Linked DNA regions of Mus musculus: region 1 is linked to region 2. A link is a contact called in public promoter capture Hi-C data. All regions are on one chromosome and are shown on one strand. Each heading gives the region's core, a stretch centred on a gene start, on an enhancer-like site or on the middle of the called end of the contact. The rest is flanking DNA. Distances are from core to core; before and after follow the strand shown. Region 1 holds the start of Hmgcll1 (3-hydroxymethyl-3-methylglutaryl-Coenzyme A lyase-like 1). Region 2 holds the start of Leo1 (Leo1, Paf1/RNA polymerase II complex component).

Region 1 (4,569 bases), core at 1,479-3,978, 570 kb before region 2:
GTTTGGAGCTTGTGGGGTGAGTTGTGAAGAGATTGCAACCGGAAATCTTGGAGAGAACCCACATGTGGGAAGTGTATTACTAAGTGTTTTGATTATCATGATAAAACGCCATGACCAAAATCAGCTCAGCCCGAGGAGGAAAGGACTTATACCTTATACTTCCATATCATAGTTCACTACTGAAGGAAGTCAGGGTAGAGACCAAGGCAGGAACAAATGCAGAGATAATGAAGATGGCTACCTCCTGGCTTGACTTTCATGGCTTGCTCAGACTACTTTCTTGTAGCACCTAGGACCACCTATCTTCTGCTCAGGGATAGCTCTGCCTTACAGTAAGCTGAACCACTCCATATCAATCATAAACAACATATCAGGCCCATCTAGGGGACACATTTTCTACATTGAGTGTTCCTCCCCTTACATGACTTCCAGAATGTATTAAAATTAAGTACGTGGGAGGACTTCTCTGTGCAGACCAGGGATGATTTTCCACAGAAAAATAGCCAGCAGAGAGAGAGAGAGAGAACATGGATGCAAGTTGGAAATGTGGAGTATCACTTTCTGTTAAGATATCCAAGTATAGACAAAAGCTCAGAAGTGAGAAGAGGATATAAAACCAAGAACTGGGATATAAACAATAGCCAGGAGGGTGAGAGGAGATAAGCCATAGGACAGACAGGCATGATGATCCAGACAGACAGAAGCCACTGAGCTCAGCAAGGACACAGGAAAAAGAGACCTGGACCAAGTACATGCTTTGTAAGACATAACTGAGGGGCAAATGGAAGTGTCTCAGTCAGAAAAGTTGGCGGGTGTTAAGATAACTTAGAGCGTCTTCCAGAAAAGCACATAAGAGTCTGAAAGCCGTGACCTTACATAGCCTCAGCAGTAATCTTCGAAGCTCTCATTTTCCCCGAACAAATCAGAACACTGGAGCATACACACCACTCTACGGATCACCCAAGCAATAGTCACATGACTTCATCCCGAAAAGTAAATGTTAGGGATTCTTGGTTGCGTAAGACAAACTGACCGCTAAAGAATGTTGAGAACATTCCAGGAAGTTCAAACCAGACTCCATGGAAATCAGCCACCGTGAGGACATGAGAGAAGATAAAGCATGGCTCTCCACTTCCCTGTTGTCACCATCAGGTCTCACCAGAGGGTCCTGGTCAATCCTTCTGAGCCTTATTAGTAAAAGCGGATTCACTGTGGCCCTTGCACGTGTGCATATTGTGGGCTGTGATCATATTCATAGCCTCATTTCCCCCACTCACCTGCTCCTTCCTCCTGATGCTTGCCATGTCTCCTAACTCCACCCCACCCCCACCCCCAATTTTCTCCTCTTGGTATTTATGTCCCTTCCTTAGGCGACAGAGAAACAGGCGATATTAGTTGTTTGGGCTCTGGCTTATTTCCAGGCATCTACCTACAAATGACTTGATTTTGTTCATCTCTCTGAATAATAAACCATTGGGTAATTATGCCATATCTTCTGTATTGTATCCAGCCATCTGTTGATAGGCAGAATGCCCATTCTAGGACTTGGCTCTTGCAAATAGCTCCAGTCTCATACTCTAATTAATGGGGAGCAAACTATTTATAAAACCACCCACGAATGCTAAGTCCTACTTGTAGATCGAAGGCTTCGATTTCACATGTTGGAGCACTGAACTGAGACCACACCATAAGGATATGAATAACTCCTGTCAGAACTGTTGGTGTAACATCACATAACAAAGCTAGGCCAGCCCACTAAAATAAAAAAAAATAACAAGAACTACACTGTTCACAAAGTGAACAGGTGCCTAGAATTAAAAGGCTAATGATACCTAAGGCCTCACAAAGCCCTTGACTCATAACAGGTTTCAACATTTAGGTAACGACCATTACTGCTGTTTCCTGTTATGTTTAAAGTTTACGGTTTTATGTGAAAAGGAAATTTCTTTATATACCTTATGCTCACTTAACTGGCACGTTTGTTGGTAGTACATGGAATCATAAATACATAAACAATGAGTTGTCTTTATGAAGCTCTCAGGAAAATGCAGGAATAATTTTAGTCTGTAATGGTTTTATTCAAGCTTGTTTAATTTCATTAAGCAAAAACACTGTAGGGATAGTCAATGCTCTAACATACCATGTGATTTTAATCGTCGTCCTGTGCCTTCCTAGTGTGCCCTAGCTTCATCCTCTTTCTACCACACAAGGTGATATGTTTGTAGTCTGTTACACATTACAAGGAAGAAAGTGAGAACAAAAGCACCGCCCTTCCAAGAACACGCACAGACATGATCACTCCTGTTGGCGACCTGCAAAAGGCCTGGGGTAGGGAAACTGCTAGGCCAGCAAGGATGCGCCTGCTGTTCACAGCTGAGAAGATGAGAGGCTTTTCAGCCACAGACCCACACACTGACAATAGAACGGGCCTCAGGCAGGACCCTGGCTTACAGAGGTGACACAGACAAAAGGGATGACGGGAGGTGGATGGGGGTAGGGACGCCCTAGGCCCAAGGTGGTACCTGCGCCGCATCCAGCGCCCCTGCCACTGAGTCTCCGCTCCAGAGATGTTCGCGGAGAAGCTGCTGGTAGTTGAGGCAGTGCTTCGCAGCAGATGGTAGATTCCCCATAGCAGCAGCCTAGGTGCCGTGGGCGGTGCTGGATCCCACGGCCGGAGCCGAGAGCCGGGTGAGAGCCGGGAGCGCGTCCCGCGGGTGCCCGGGGTCCGAGCTGCACTGCGGCGGCGCGGTTCCTGGGCAACGCCCAGGCAGGGGTGTAGCGGGCACCTGAGTCCCGCGCTGAGAGCCAGATCCTGGATGGGGACAGTTAATTGAGGCAGGGTGGCACTCCCCCCCCCCCTCCGTAAAATATGGTGCTCTCAGGGCTGATTGTCTGCAGGTGCTCGCCTGAGTCAGAGCTCTAGGCAGGACCCAGGCCTCTGAGAGGAAGAAGCACTGGGCTCTCTACAGACATTCTCTCCTTCCCAGCCACAAGCCTGTAGGGTTGGCACTGTGAATCGGTTTGAGTTTATGTCAAAACTCTATTTAAAATTGCCGAGGCGCTTTGTGGTATTAAAAAACACAAACCCTAAATTAAGGGCGAGGGAGGGGGGTATATCGGAGGTAAACAAGCAAACCAAGAGTTGTCAGTAAGCCGATGGTGCAAGATAAATGTTGAAATGCTGAATTCTTTTTCGCTGTTTTACATTTATTGGTTTTAGTGGTTGTCTCCTTCCACTGTCACATGGGGTTAGGACTAGAACTTAACTGTCTGCTTCGGCGTCACCACAAGTTCCTTTACTATCCCCCTGGGTATGAAGAACTGTTTTTTTAAGAAGAAGAAAAAGAAGAAGAAGAAGGAGGAGGAGGAGGAGGAGGAGGAGGAGGAGGAGGAGGAGGAGGAGGAAAGAAAGAAAAAAGCAATAACTAAATTCATAAAGGCTTTTCTTTCATTCAAACAAAAACAACCTGTCAGAAGTTAGAAGTAATTATAAATTAAATAAATTTTAATGTATATATTTATAAAATATTTATAATATAAATGTATATTTAGTTTCTATATAAGTATGTTTGATTTATATATAAGTTTATATATTATAAATATAAATTATTGGATTTATATGATAGCCTTGGAATCAGATAACCCCTGCTTCATTCGGCCTACTTCATAAGCACACTTAGATTGCAACACTCTAATGCTCTTCAGCGTGGAGTCCATAGCTTGCAGCTGATAGCACACAATCGTCAGGAACAGTCTTGTGCAGGGAGAGCTAGCTGGCCCTACTGTTTCCACAGCTAGGAGGAATCAAGAGCGCCCAGGTGCACAAGCTTGCACAAAGGATGGCGTATATATACAACGACTAACTTCTGAGACATAATATGAACAGATTTTGAAGGGATTCACCACCCAGATTGGATAAAGAATATTTTTATTAATTCCTTGGCAATTTCATACAAGATCTTTTGAACACATTCACGCCCTGTACTCCAAATCCTCCCAACCACCTCTTCATCCCTTTTATCCAACTTTAGGATAGCTTGTTACATTTTTTTCCCCCCATCAAGTCCTGTTTGTGTTGCCCAACTATTTTGGGTAAAGGGAACTGCCCTGGTGGGTGCGCAACTGACTCTCCCTTTCTAAGCAGCCATCCGGTGCCAACAGCTAGCTACTCAGTGGGATCTCATACCTACTTTCCCGGCTCTCCCCCGGGCTTTTGTCTGGCTGGTGTTTGTGCTGGTCTTGTGCATGCTGTTAACAGTTGCTATGAGTTTGTTTATGCAACTACCCTGTTGTACCCGGAAAACACTATTTCCTTGATGTTATCCTCTGCCTGGGGTTCTTACAGTCTTAATGTTCTCTCTTCCCTGAGCCCTGGGGGTTGGAGTGTGATATGTACATCCCTTTTAGAGTTGAGCAATGAATAATCTTATTTTCTGTACACAAGCCTAAAAAGATCGAGATAACACCGAGCTTTGAGGCACATGGTGCAGTTCTCTCTCCTCATTGGATAGGTTGACCTGGGAGCCCCAGCTCTGTAGAGAATGCTCTGTGGTTACAAGTATACACAGT
Region 2 (3,994 bases), core at 411-2,910:
CAAAAACAATGACAGAAAACATATCAGCATCAGGATAGCATCAAGTCACAAGATCAACGTATAGCAGAAATAGAAAATAGGACGTAGTAGTACTAGCTGGAAGTGGAGGTACACATCTAACTAAGACCAGCACTCACTGAGGAAGTGGAATCGGGAGTATAAAGCCAACAAAGGCAACATACACAGCAGATCCAGTAGAAGAAAGAGGGGGAAAGAAAGGGAAGGAGGCACGCAGGCAGGTAAGCAGACAATCAGGCAGACCTACCAAGTTCTACCCTGTCACATCCGTAGCAACTTCAAGACTAAGAGCAGTTGTCAAAGACAGGACACCAGACCCTGAAAGTCAGTCTTGGAGAGTCCACTAACTCAATGGTAAAATGGAAGAAAACTGCCATGACCTTAAAAGAAGTTTTTAAAAGGGAAGAAAGGGGAGGGGAAGAAAGCGTAGAACTGCAATCATCTGTACACTCCACTTCCCTAAGCTATGGGTGGCTATGAGAAAGCACTACAGGTACATCTTACTAAACGACGCTTTCACCAGTGGATGCAAAAAAGCACTAAGCGTTAAGCACTAAGCTGGGGAGCGGGAACCTGTCTTCTCATGATTACATTCCCAACCCCTAGCAAGGTGGCCAGGAGATGATAGGGATCCTTGTTTACTGAATGAATGAAACGCTTCATGGAAAACATGGGAAGGTGTACACAGAATTGTGCCTCGAAGACACAGAGAATAAACTATGAGCAAAGCCGGGCACAGGAAGAGTTTAGTTCTCTGTACTTTTACTTAGTGCTCCCTCCACAACTGGAGTAATTACATACAAACTGGAGTTGGTGACGAATGGGGGGAGGGGCAAGGAAAATGACATGTATAGAAGTTAATTTGGGCCTGGGGGGGCTGCAAGAATTCTGAAGTTCATCTCGGATCTTTCCTCATTCTTCTATTCACATCTCAAATTCAGATATTCGTAGACCTGTGCCAGAAATGCCCCCCATGAACCATCATTCATTCATTCATCACCAAATCCTGTCACTCCTCTCCAAACACTCCACAAGTTTCCCCATTCTTACATCACAGACAAGGAAACTGGCTTTCCGCACAGGCTCTCCAAGGGCACCCATCGCCAGTGCGTAGTCCTTCTGTAGAACTCCAACCTGATCCCTCCCAGACCCTTCAGGGGCATCTACACTCTCCCATCAACTCGCCCTTTCACACGGGGCGTTACCGCGCCCGATGGGCAGTTGAACATGTCTCCACTCATTCACTGCCAGCCACCCTTTCAATTGGCCATGTATGCACGGAGGGGCGCAGGCCACACGTCCTCCCTTCTGCTCCCCCAGGAGTCCAGGCCGGTCCCTGATCCTCCAGGCACTGACTCCGCGGCGGTCTCCCCGGGAGAGGCGGGCACCGCCGGGCATGCAGGGGGCGCTGGGCAAGAGCTTGGGGACTTCGCGTTGCCCGGCGCCGCGCCTCCGGCCGAAAAGCAACCCGACGCCCCATGTGCCCATCCGCGGAGCTCGCCCGCCCGCCCGCCCGCCCGTCCGCCGCACCTTTGCGCTCGGCCTCGCTCTCAGCTTCGCTCCCGAAGAGGTCCTCCATGTCCGCCATAGCAGCTTGGTCCGCGGCCTTGGCTTGCTCGGCTCGAGCCTGCTTTACGGCCAGACCCGTCCAAACACGACGTGTCGTAAAGAGCCGCACAAAGACCTACTTTACTTTTGTGACCTAGTTTTCTCCAGCACTCGGCTGGCTCCGCCCCCACCCCCTCCACCCCCGCCCCGGTGTCTGCGCTCGCCCGCTACTCCGTTAGCCCGCTCGCACGCTGTGCGGAGCTTGGGATGCGGGTCAGACTTGTTTACGACCTGTCAGCTGCGGCCAGGTTTCTTAAAAATAGTTGAGGGTGGGTGTGGTCGCTCTGCTCTGGGGAGGCAGATCTCTGTGAATACCAGGCCAGGTTCGTCTACAAAGCGAGTTCCAGCCAGCCAGCCAGCATATGTCTACATACGTAGATCCTGTGGCAGAAGAATAAGAAATAAGTCATTGAGAGCTCTAGCCTGGAGTAGTTAGTGGTGCACGCCTGTAATCCAGCACTCTAGAAGCAAAGGGTCAGAAACCCAAATTCATCATCAACTGCATAGCAACTTCAAGAGCAGCGTGGGATCCTTGAGAACCCCCACCCTTAAAAAAAAAAAAAAAAAAAGGGCTGGTGAGATGGCTCAGTGGGTAAGAGCACCCGACTGCTCTTCCAAAGGTCTGGAGTTCAAATCCCAGCAACCACATGGTGGCTAACAACCATCTGTAATGAGATCTGACTCCCTCTTCTGGAGTGTCTGAAGACAGCTACAGTGTACTTACATACAATAAATAAATAAATCTTTAAAAAAAAAAAAAAAAAAAAAAAAAAAGACCTGGTGAGATCGCTTGTCGGTAAATGACTTGCCCTTAAAGACTAAAGATCTGTTTTCCGAAAATCCAGCACCTACTTAAACTCAGGCACGGCTTCCAACATCTGTAATCCCAGCTCTCAGGTCCAATAAAGGACCTTGTCTTAAAATACAGATGCTGGATGGTGGTGTCTAGGCCAGCCTGGTCTACATAGCGAGTTCCAGGACAGCAGGACAGCCAGGGCTATACATAGAGATTCTGTCTGGGGGAAAAAAAATAAAAAAAAGTAAGGTGCTGCCTGGTGGGGTGAAGAGCATTTCAAGAATACACTGGAAATCGGCCTTTGGCCTCTAGGCACATGGAAAGTAGCTCTGTACAGAGCTTGCCTATTATGAGTGAGGGTTCAAATTCAATCTGCACTGGGGAAAAATAAAAGATTTAGGACTAGAAATCCCAATATGGGAGGCTGAGGCAGGAAGACAACTGAGAATTTGAGGCCAGCTGGGGCCACAAAGACAGCCTGGATTACTAAGGATGAAGCTTTCAGTAGTATTAGGTTAGTTTCTGGCAGTATTTGCTCATTTCTGATCTCTTCTTTAAATTACATTTATTAAAATAAATTTATTTTTAATTTTATTTCTTTAAATGTGCATGGGTGCTTTACTTTGCATACATATCTGTGCACCACATGCATACCTGGTACCTGAAGATGTCAGAAAGGGGCATCAATCACATTACCTGGGACTGGAGTTAGAGACAGCTGTTACCTTCCATGTGAGTGCTATGAATCAAACCTGGGTCCTCTGGAAGAGCAACCAGTGCAACCCAGCCAGTGTTCATAACCACAGAGCCATCTCTCCAAGTCTCCATTTCTAAGCTTTTTTTAAAAAGATTATTTATTTTATGTATATGAGTACACTGTAGCTGTACAGATGGTTGTGAGTCATCATGGGGTTGCTGGGAATTGAAATCAGGACCTCTGCTTGCTCCTTCCCCACTTGCTCCAGTCCCACACACTGTAGCTGTCTTCAGACACACCAGAAGAGGGTGTCAGATCTCATTACAGGTGGTTGTGAGCCACTGTATCATGCTGGGATTTGAACTCAGGACCTCTGGAAGAGCAGTCAGTGTTCTTAACTACTGAGCCATCTCTCCAGCCTATCTCTAAGCTTTTTTGGTTTTAGAATTATAGATAAGGGATTATAGATCAACATACCTATAAGATGGATATGGTTCTCAACATGTGGGTTGCAACTTCCTTGACAAATCTTTCTCTCCAAAAATATTTATGAGTCACAATAGTAGCAAGAAAAAGTTATGAAGTAGCAACCAAAATAATTTTATGGTTGGGGGCCACCACACATGAGGAACTATATTAGAGGGTCAAAGCATTAGGGAGGTTGAGAACCACTGCTAGAAGATATATTCTACTATATTACTGTTTTTTATGTGTGAAAAATGGGAGGAAATAGACTGTGGCTGTTGATAGCCTACCCAATATGATCTGCTTGGCCATAATGTAAATAATCACTTAAAATTCATCAGCAGTTTTAGATTTGTGTTAGGGGTGTGGGGTTTCAGAAATGGCTCTGAGTGCTGGGACCATAAGTGTTT

The links. Capture Hi-C pulls out chosen DNA fragments and counts their contacts.
Region 1: a promoter capture Hi-C map of pancreatic islet shows a contact between it and region 2. The contact joins the promoter of Hmgcll1 here to the promoter of Leo1 in region 2. A contact is called at or near these places in 1 of 115 datasets of contacts at active chromatin or transcription factors (pancreatic cancer cells) and 1 of 9 other capture datasets (pancreatic islet).

What each region holds. Positions count from the first base shown.
Region 1 is chr9:76,013,136-76,017,704 of GRCm38.p6, reverse strand. Hmgcll1 (3-hydroxymethyl-3-methylglutaryl-Coenzyme A lyase-like 1) reads right to left here and starts at 2,728. Exons shown (of 9, transcript NM_173731.2): 1 at 2,523-2,728. The coding sequence starts at 2,630.
Region 2 is chr9:75,439,190-75,443,183 of GRCm38.p6, reverse strand. Leo1 (Leo1, Paf1/RNA polymerase II complex component) reads right to left here and starts at 1,660. Exons shown (of 12, transcript NM_001039522.1): 1 at 1,549-1,660. The coding sequence starts at 1,606.